Regions from separate parts of the Arachis hypogaea genome. Here region 2 is linked to region 1. The links are chromatin contacts, called in public Hi-C maps. All regions are on one chromosome and are shown on one strand. Each heading gives the region's core, a stretch centred on a gene start, on an enhancer-like site or on the middle of the called end of the contact. The rest is flanking DNA. Distances are from core to core; before and after follow the strand shown.

What was found. A called contact is a pair of places that touch in the nucleus more often than the background predicts.
Region 2: a Hi-C map of an unstated tissue shows a contact between it and region 1, with 6 times the contacts expected there. The contact joins the promoter of LOC112776340 here to the enhancer-like site in region 1. A contact is called at or near these places in 2 of 8 Hi-C or Micro-C datasets (leaf and an unstated tissue).

What each region holds. Positions count from the first base shown.
Region 1 is chr19:21,327,985-21,333,622 of arahy.Tifrunner.gnm2.J5K5, reverse strand. No RefSeq gene overlaps it. Among protein-coding and RNA genes, the nearest start is that of LOC112778303, 32 kb to the left of the region's middle. Within about 2 kb of position 3,077, at least 3 of the 3 cell types and tissues checked have open chromatin away from gene starts, as enhancers often do.
Region 2 is chr19:21,373,189-21,378,826 of arahy.Tifrunner.gnm2.J5K5, reverse strand. It overlaps LOC112776340 (17.4 kDa class III heat shock protein), which reads right to left and starts at 2,465. Exons shown (of 2, transcript XM_025820472.2): 1 at 1,861-2,465; 2 at 1,077-1,523. The coding sequence starts at 2,064. The coding sequence ends at 1,266. It overlaps LOC112776339 (protein SLOW WALKER 2), which reads left to right. Exons shown (of 17, transcript XM_025820470.3): 17 at 269-1,075. The coding sequence ends at 904.

The sequences.
Region 1 (5,638 bases), core at 1,828-4,327:
CATAATCCATAACCAGCCATAAATCATTATCAAATACAGCCCTTCAGCTCACGACATACACTGCACTTCTACCATCACCCTCAGCAACTCATACAATCATCATTAATCATAATTCATCATTAACTCTACCCTTACTTTATCCTCAAGCTACCACCCTTCCTGACTTCTTCTCATTACTAGGCATACTATAAGGATTTAGGACTAAAAGGATGAAAATAGAGGCTTAGAGGTTTAAAATTAGGTTTTAAAACACAAAATTTCATTGCTGATGAAAACTGGGTCACGCGTACGCGTGGGTGCGCGTTTGGGCCAAGATGCATACGCATAGCTCTTCTCGCGTACGCATGCAAACTAGGCATAATCGACTGGTCGTGCATGAGGATTTCACGTACGTAGAATCTTCAGGTCACGCGTACGCGTGAGCGTGCATTTTTGCCTGCGTATGGAGTGTATGCGTATGCATATATTGCAGTAGCACCAAAAAGCTACTAAGCCCACATTTTTCAGTTTACACACCAAACTTTAATCGAGCATAACTTCCTCGTTTTAAAATATTTTTCCTCCGTTCTTTGAACGGCATAAATATCTCGAACCAAATATTATTTTAAATATGTTTGACACCAATCAGAGGTCCGGAGACCAAGTTATACTCTCCCAAAGTTGGGCCAAAATCATGATTTTTCACAAAAACAACCAAGCCTCAATTCTCAAACATACACTTTTCAAACCTCTTTAATTCACTCAAAACCATACCAATTTAACCTCAACCACATTCCAACTTCCTTATTCATTCCGTAACACATCAATTCTCTATTTCATCAATTTTAACTCAATAATCTAATTTCACAATCCATAATATACATCATCAAATACCAACCTTCCATTTTCATCAAACCCCACCACCAAGATTTCTAACTCCACAATGATCAACATACAAGATCAATTATCCATATCAAGCATAAATTTTAACTTTAATTCAACCTTTATACATACCAAGTATCATCATCATATAAAACTCACATGCATCATCAATCAAGAACATCAATTAACCCTCCAAAACCAATAATAACATAATCAATATTATCCATTTCAACCAATCAACCATCATCACAAATTCAATTCCTATCCTAGGGTCACTATCCTAAGTTTTCACATTACATTATATTTTAGATACAGGAAACCGAAATCATACCTTGGCCAATTCCCTGCTCAACCCGGAACACTTCCAATTTCACTTTTTCCTCAAGCTTTTGAGACTCAACACCTCACCAACAGAATTTCCAGCTTGAAATCCACTTCCAAGCTTCCAAAATCACTAACAAGCTCCAACCCACTTACATATACATTGCCTAATACACATAATATGCATCCACACATATAAACTCAATATCTAGTCACAACAACTCAAGAATTTGACTTAGGGTTGAGAAATCTTACCACACCCAAGTATCAAAGAGGCAAGATTAAGCTTTCTCTTCAAGCTAGTTGGATCCTATAACATTAAAGAGTCCAAAATCTCAATATTTTAACCTAATAATTTCAAAATCAAAGCTGAGAAATCTGGAAGGGATTCGTGGCTTACCTCTTGAATAAAGTTGTGGGCTTTGTAAAGCTCAGCGACGTGGTCGCGTGGTCGTAAACAGTGTGGCGATCGGAGCTCCGGATTAAAAGTTATGATCGAATGAAGTTTGAGTTGAATGAGGGAAAGGGTTTCATGCTCCCCCTTTCCCTTTCAACGTGTTTTGCTTATGTGGGGAAGAAGAGGGTGCTAAACCCTTTTGTTTAATGAGACTTGGCTGGGTCTTGGGTCCAACACGGGTCCGGTTGGCCCGTTTGGCCCAATCTTGGACTAAATTCTTTAAAATTAGTGTCGAAATTCTTGTTTTAATTTTTTCTATCATATTAAACCATAAAAATCACATTTCTAACTTTTTAGAATAAATTTTAATTTGTGGATTAATTATGCATTAATTAACCAGGTTTTATACCTCAAACAGATGCTGGTTTGTTAGTACATTAGCCATATCTACCACATTTGCCTCTATATGCCATCAGCTTGATTCTCGTCTTCATTTAGATCAACATCCTCATAGTTACTTTCAAACTTCTCCTCACTATCACTGTTGCAGTCTCTCCATTTGATATTTTGATCGTCTTTAGATTGTTCGAACTCAATAAACAACACTTGTGATCTAGCTTTCATAATAGATTGAAAACATACATCTCTTGCATGGTCGCTTCTCGTCGGTAATAAACCAACCAAATACTGATATAGGATGCCTACAAAAAATACATGATATCTTCTTTGATATTTGAGGATTTATCCTTTCACAAATCATACATTTTAGTTCTTCAAATGATAATGTAAAAGAAACAACGACATCAAACAAATTCTCATATATAAATCTCATTCCCTCAGTGTTTGTAATAAAATTTTATCATGATAATATACTTTTAACATAATTCTATCATCAATTTTTTTTTTTTTACTCAGTACCATTCTCGTTCTCACTAGTAGTAAAGGTTGAAAAAGAAGGAAAGAGTTAAAGAAAAGATGAACTATGTGCAATTGGCCCAACTGAATTATATATAGCTCATAAATTTAATCCTTAAATTTAATGTTTTTAAATTTAATTTTTTTTTAAAATTTATAAATCTAACTACCCAATTTTTTATTTTTAAAATTAATTTTTTAATTTACAAAATTGACCCACCAATTTATTTTTAGATAAAAAAAAATTAATCCCCAAATCAGACCCTCTAATTCCCACATTTTGAACTCACCTTGCTAAAAATCTAAGCCTCCAATTTCTATTCACATTTTGCCTCATGCGAATTTGCGGCCTCGATTTAGTGATTTAATTAAAAAAAAAAAAAAATTCAACTCCATATTGAATTGAAACATTTCACTTTTCCATAACTAATAAGGATAAGATAACAACTTCCATTCCTAAAAATATAAGCCTCAAATTTCAGCATCTCAAAATATTTTAACTAAACGTTGTACTACCAAAAACTTGTGCGATACCCATATATATATATAACGGGGCGAAAGGCCCAAAAAATCAGAAGAGCAAGTTTATCTTATAGAAGGAGAGTTATGCAGAAAAGATTTAAGCCTTAGATAGTGAACAACAGAATCGGCCCTAGGTATTGGGCCAAAAATAAAACTCGTTAGTATGAGCTAATGCATAAAAGTGACCCTAAATAATACCAAAAAAGAAAAGTGGCCCTAAATAGTAATTTCTAATTTGGGAAAAACCAAAAACCTTGAAAAGAGTTGATAATATTCGACATCGAACTTAATGGTTGACAAGTTTTTTTTTTTTTTTAATTTGTTAAATTTCAAAATTTTATTGATCAGAAAATGATTGAGTTATTAAAAAATAAACCGAATAAAAATTTGAAATTTGAAGTGCTATTTTTACACCACTTAATGAATTCTTAATTGAAATTTGACGCATATAATTTAATAAAAAGTAAAGCATGATTCTTATCTCCTAATTTTTGAAAAGCTTTAAATTACGGTATGTTTAACTTGATTTAATTTTATGCTTAATGTACAAAATAAATTTTAATTCAATCCATGTCATTTAAATTTGTTAAGTTACTAATAGTCTAATATATTTTCTCTCCAATTTTTCGGCTTTAATCTTCTTCTTCTGTATTATTTGTTATAACATCTTCTTTAATATAATTTTTGTTTAAAAAAATGAATTTGGATAAAAAGTGAAGATTAAAATTAATTTTGAGTAAAATATGCATCACACATAATATTTTTATTTTTATTTTATATTTTTTATGCTATAAAAATAATAATAAAGTCTTATCTCATTAGATGGGATAAGTTATATAGATTAAATGATGTTATTATGTCTTATCATTTATCATGTTTATAGTAAAATTGTTTACATGTATATTTTTTTGACCACCTCTTATATTATTTTTTTGGATTTTGTTTTATCATTTTTCTTGTTTACTTTCCATCTCATCCACCTTCTTAATCAGATATTCTATCAATCTTCTTATTACATATCCAAATTTCTTGTGATGAGATACCATCTTCTCTACAATAGACACTAATTCAACTTTTTTTTTATATATTTATTATTTATTTTATTCGTACATATGTAGTCGCTCAATGGTCTATATCACACGAATTTATATTTATGTTCACTCTTTGTTGCACTATCTAATACTTTGTATAATATAATTTGTTTAATTATAGTGTGATAAAATTTCATTTTAAATTTTAAATATTTTTTTATCATAAATAAAATGAAAATTTGACTAAACTTTTGTTGATTGTGAAGAGTCTAACATTTAACTTATTTAAAAAAAAAACCACTTTACTTTTAGATATTTTTAATATCTACTTTTTATTCTAACACATGTGACTAATTTTTTATTTTATTTTTTTTACAAGTTGCATGATAGATTGATAGTTCTTTCTTATACTATTGGGCCTTATACTATCATACTCTATGGTATTAGGTGTACCAAATGAGTTTAATAGACAAAACAAAAAGATTGAGTTAAATTTTAAAATGGTCTCTGATTAACAATATGATGACATAGTTTGATGACGTGGGCTGTTAGTGACACGTGTCACTCCATGATTTGGCCACATATAATAGTGTGATTATGTGTTGACCAGTGACACGTGACATGCTGATGTGGATGATTATGCCACTTGTCACAATGTTATTTGACAATGTGTCTATTTGTGCCACGTGTTGCAATAGTATTCGTCCATGTGTCATCCATTATGTTATCATTGTAGATGCACCAAATTAGTCCATCGCTTTACATTAAGTGACTCGTTTTAGTCTCTAAAATTAAATGTCGTGCACTAAACTAGTCTCTTCACTAGTTTTTTTCTCATTTTTTTTTTAAATTTAAAATTTTTCAATATCTTGGATGCACTAATTTCAATTCTATTTTTTCACATATCATTTAAATACAAGTGCTATTATAAAAAATTTTAAGATTTTAGTTTTAATTATATAATTTTTTAATGATAATTTTACATTGGTAAATTTTGTAATATATAAGTATGTTATTATAAAAAAAGAATTATATGATCGATTAGACACATATTTTCATCAAAAAACGTGTTTTTAACAAGAAATCAATAATTAAAATACACTTTTTTTGTTCTTATGAAATACACGTTTCTGTTGTGTGTAAATGGGTTGGATTGACGACACTTCAAGCACCCTCACTACCATCTCCGACCTCTTCAGTCTAGACGAAAGAGGTCGGAGATGGTAGTGGAGGTGCTTGAAACGTCTTCACGTCAACTTCAAGACAGCGGTTAAGGTACCCGCAAGAGAAAAAATATTTCATGAAGCACTTGTATTTAAATAACATGTGAAAAAATAAAATTGAAATTAATGGATATTGACTAGATCAAATCAAAATCAGATTCCTAATTTATTTCATGAATCTTTTTTGTAAATAGATTTAATTATAATATCCTTTTCGATTTTAGTTTAGCTTATTTTTAGGGATTTTATGATTAGAAATCTTTCCTTATTTTAGGCTAGTATTTTTCCCATTTTCTAGTTATTTCTATTTTTGTAATTCCTCTATAAAGAGATGATTTCCTGTACATTTGAATATGCATAATATTCAG
Region 2 (5,638 bases), core at 1,216-3,715, 46 kb before region 1:
ATTCCTAAATCTACCAAAAATTGGAAAATTTGGATACAATTGTCTTCATGTAAAGTTGATAGTCGAGAATAGATAACAATTTAGTTAAATCTGATAAATCATCATACAGTTTTCAAATATCAACTTCTCATGTCAACTACAAGTAAGTCTACCTTAAAAAAAAATTAAAATTAAAAAAAGAAAAAGTTAACTTACGGTGACTATCTAAGTTGATTCCCTATCTCCTATAGTTTCTCTCCGGAAAAAACTTCTGAACTCTGTTTTGCAGATGGACATTAACAACCACTTGATTGGCAAAGAAATTCTTTCACTCGCCGAAGAAGATGTGCCCCCAGAAGATCTCGTCTTCCACAAATTCTATACAAACAAAATGAGCTCTAAACCGAAGAAGAAGAAGAAAAAGAAGTCAGCTGATGATGAGGATGCTGACTTCTTTGACGATGACGAGGAGGTTGAAGGTGGGGATGAGAGCGATAATGAAGAGATCGAGAATCTCTTGGATACTGCTGAACCGGACAGTTATGATTATGATGATTTAGACAATGTCGCTGAAGAGGAAGACGATGACTTGATTGGTGATGCCGATATACCGTCGGATATGTCAGGAGGAGAGGCTGACGATGCCATTGATGATGACGACGACGCCACGATTGATGACGATGACGACGACGACGACAACGACGACATTGAGATCGGAGATATTGACGATGCCTCAGATGTTGATTTTGATGAGGATGAAGTCGACAAAAGAAAACAAAAACGAAAACGCAAGAGTGAAAAGGCATCTCCGTTTGCAAGTTACGAAGATTATGAGCATCTAATGGAAGAGGATGGTGACGAGAGTCACAGGACACGGGAAAAACCCGCCGGAAAAAAACACAAGTCCAAAAAGAGTAAAAAATAGACTCATTGCATTGTTCTGATTTTACATTGATGCTTACATTGATGCTTGGCAGCGTCGTTAGCACACATAGACCACAATACCAGTTTTGCATGCTATGCTTTTGTAACGTCATATCGAAATTTTGTGTATCGTTATTCGTTAATTCTATAAAATGAATTGATTTTAGACTTAGTTTTATACTAGCGTCATAATTTCATTAACATTTTCATTACGTGGAAACCAGTACATAAATACTAGCGTCACTGCCAACTATGCAAACCATAAGAACAAACCTAAAAGCACCCTAGAGAGGGGAAAGGAGTAAGAACAATCAATAAACAAAATATTCCAAGTCCAAGCTTCTGCATCTACCACCTATTCTTCAAGCAATGGCAATTTCAACTGTTTTAGATTTCGTTGGTGGAGGGTGTTTCTCAACAGTAACAGTAAGAACCCCGTTCTCACACTTGGCTGTGATAGCGGAGGGGTTAGCGTTCTCAGGCAGACGAAACTTCCTTTGCAATTTGTGTGGTGCTCTCCTCTCCAGCCTTAGGTACTTGCAGCCTTCGTCGTCACCGTCTTCACGTTTCCTTTTCCCGTTGCTCCTAATAACAAGTGCGTTCTCATCTTCCACGGTTACCTGCATTGCTCAGTTAGTTGAAAAATAAATTAATATTATAAAATTATAAAATTGTGCTATCATAAAATTAAATTTAAAAATATTATAATAAATATTAATATAAAAATAATATTATATTATTGTTTACAATATTTTTTAATATATAAAATTATATTAAATCTTTTAATGTTGATTTAAACTTAAATTAACTTTTGAAAAACTTTCTTTAAAAATACTTCTAACTTTTAAAAATTGAAAACACAAATCGCATCAATTTTTTAATTTATCCAAACCTAACTAACATTTCATTATTAACGCCTCTTAAGAAATCAATGACATCTATGAAGAACATAAGTACCTGAATTTCAGATTTGGAGAGACCCGGAACATCCATGAAGAACACATACTCTTTGGGATTGTCCAAAATATCCACTGGAATGTTTGATACTACCCTGCCCTCTCGAGCGTGGTCATGGTCATGGCTATGATGAGTAGGGAACAACATTTTTTCCACTGCCTCTGGCAAATTGAACAGATTGAACGAGTCAACAATACTCGCCATCTTTACAAATTATCACTCCGAACAGGAATTTTTATGTGGGTTCTTTTTGCTCTCTCAGAAATCGAGTTCGAAAGTTTTTTGGATGGGTTTATTGCTTATATAATGAGATTATGAGAAAGTGGAAAGGAGTAAGGAAAGTTCGAGAGTGGTAAAGCAAACATTCTGGAAGGATCGTTTGGATATCTGGTTACACGTGGAGCTCTCCGGAAAATTGTGGAAGCTCGATTGCGCTTCGTGTTTTTATCATACGTGTCTTAATCTTAAAAAAAATTTGCCATCTTCCCTTTCAGTTCGACGGATGCATTTACGTGCCATCAAATTCGACGAATGATGCAAAATTGATGTATTTTAAAAAAAAATTGAAAAATCAAGTGTTAATTTATTTTATTAAGGATTTTTGCATATTTTTATTAATCAATATGTGTATTTAAAAGATAAAAAATAAGCCATTTGCATTATTGTATTAGAGGCAATTCTATTAACAAAAAGAAACTTATTTTTAATAGTGGAAGTTGATAATAAATTTTTATCAAACATAGCTATACGCAGCAGACAACAAATACCATTTAATTGGGTTTGCATAAAATAGAATAAGTCACATTCACACAGCTGCAGCCTGCAAGTGCACTTTTTATTCAACCATTTTTAGCCACGACCCAACGATTTTATTTCTCAGCGGGTCAGTTGTGACAAATCACATTGTAGCCAAGGTTAATTTAGTGGTTACCGTTAAATTTATACTTGGCTATGGGTTCGTATATAGAGTATCATATTCCACTCTTTTACACTATGTTTGGTTTGATAGAAAATGAGTGGAAAAAAAATGGATGAAAAAAAAAAATGGATGAAAAATGATATTTTATTTTGTTAGGTTATGAAAGAAAATAGGAAGGAAAAAAATTTTTTATATGGATCCCACTAAAAAAATTTTCTTTCCATCACAAGTAAGAAAACAAGAAGAAAAGTACTATATTTTTGTATTTGCAATACTACCCTTAGTTATATTATTATTAACAAATATTAATATAAATTTAGTTTTAATATATTATTATAATAAAAATTTATATTTAAATATTATATGTATTAGATAAATAATTTAAATCAAATATATAAAATTATAATATTTTATAATATTTATAAAATATAATAAAACATGAATAAATAAAAACACTTATACTTTATTTTATGATAAGGGTATTAATGTAATTTTATACTATTATGATTTTCTTTCTTCTCATTTTTCTTTCCATCCAAACAAAAAAAAATTTTCTCTTTAATTTCTTTCCATTTATTTTTTGTTCATCCAAACAACACACAAATAACTCAACTTTTCTTTCCATTTTCTTTCTTCTTATTTTCTTTTCAACATCCAAACAAACCTTACAGGAATACGTGATCATTTTTCTATAATAAGATAACTTTTAGTTTTTTTCCTACTTTTAAATTTCAATATCTCATACAACAAAAATTATTGACGAAAAGTTTACAAACAAAAATTAGACCAAGAGTTGCATTTGTTTTTTTTTTCTTGGACTGACAGTTGCATTTATTAACGATAAATGAAAAAGAAATATGTTTTCGGGCCGTAAATGAAAAGATATCATGGGCTGCTGCTGCATCTACACTTTGGGCTTGTTGGGATTCCGCTTTGATATGATATGCAGATAACATTGTACGAAACCCATGACAGAAAACATCATTGTACCCAGAAATAGATAGAATCTCAGTTATTTTTTTCGGGACCAAAAACAACGATTTTTATCAATAAATCTTTAACAAAACCAGGAAACTTAACCATTTTGTCATTTCTAACTATTTCAATCGGATTTGAATCCTCTAAATTTTAAATTTTACTTTAAAAAATAAAGTATGATCTTTCACCATTTAATTCATAGGTAAAAACAAGAAAAAATATAAGAGAAAGGAAAAGTATAGATAACCAACAAGAGTTTTGTTTATTATCAAAAAAGTAGTAGGTATGATATTTTTTTTTTGTTTATGATATTTCTCAATTCGTAGCGAATTAGATTTTCATTTAGAGGTTTAGAGTTGGCCATTGTTGATACTATAACTTTTTGTTTTTGGGTTTGTATAGTATAATTTTATTGTGTTGTTTCTTATTACTATATTGATTTTTGTTTTAGTGTGGATTACTTTTATCTTAAGTATGATTTGAATGAATTTGGATCTTTTAAATTTTGAATTTTTACTTTAGAAGGTAAAGTATGATCTCTCACCTTTAAATACTTTTCCTAAAAAGAACGAGGCAAAATAGTATTTATTTTGTCACATTTCAGTCAAGTTTATATCCTAAGGGCAATAAATACTTCAAATTAAAAAAAATTAATATAATAAATTAGTTACAAATTCTTAAATAGAAATCAAATCCATAATAAATTAGTTTTTAGTCTCTCAGATTAGATGATACTGTGAATAATAATAATAATAATAATAATAATAATAATAATAATGTAAGAAACGACAGAAGAAGATCATCATTGTAGTAATATTCATACAAAAATCAGCACGAGGAAAGTTTGAGGAAATGTGTAAATTACAACTATGCATGTCTATTATAGACATATAATCACTAGGAAGGAAGATTTGCTACTTAAATACACGCAACAGAATCACTATGGCCATGGTGTTTGATACTTTGTCCCCTAATCAATTCTGAAACCACATAGATGCTCTGATAAATATTATGTATCTGAATCTTATTATATGCTCTTGGTGATAGCTTAATTAAGATAAGTTTCTTATTGGAACGACTAGGGTGCCACAAGTAGCATGCCACAATGGACAGAGAAACCAACATGTGACCAATAGATTTTTAAAAATAATTCTCAGTGGCCAATTTTATAGTGTTTATAATTTGATATCTAATTTTTGAATAGAAGATTTGAGGATGATTAAAAATTACTAATTATAATTAACATTAATTAAATTTTGGAGTGTTAAGAGAAAGAATGACAAAATTTTGCGGGAACAGCTCTAAATGAAGATTTGAAGATGAGAAATTTTCTCTGTGAAAATAGGGATGAGGACAAAATTCTTCTGGGCAAACACAAAGACTCGAGAGGAGATTCTCGTCCCGTTACCACTAATTTCAAATTATTAAATTTATTTAAATACCTTTAATAATTTATTTTTCATATAATTTTTTTAGTCATTTCACATAATATATATATAATGCCGTCTGTGGTGACAGATGCATATTGATGGCTAAGATGGCTATAACGTGTGAACCAATGCGGGAAGCACATCTATGACGTTTGAATATAGAGAGTGGACATTGACTCTTCTAATGATACAGTAACTCCACTAATTAAATGCAATAAATCATTTGGCGCATAAAGTTAGAGTAATTAACATGAAAAAAGAATCGATAATGCAATTTCGTGAAAAAATTGATAAAGATTGGTTCTGGGTATAGTGATTGAAGAACTAGGGTTCCAGTTGAAATTGGGGGTTTAGTATCGAAGGGCTAAGTCTCGGTGCGCGGTTAGTGAGTGTGTCAGTGAGAGGAGAAACAACTAATTAGTGAAAGAAACAACTAATAGCCCGGTATTTT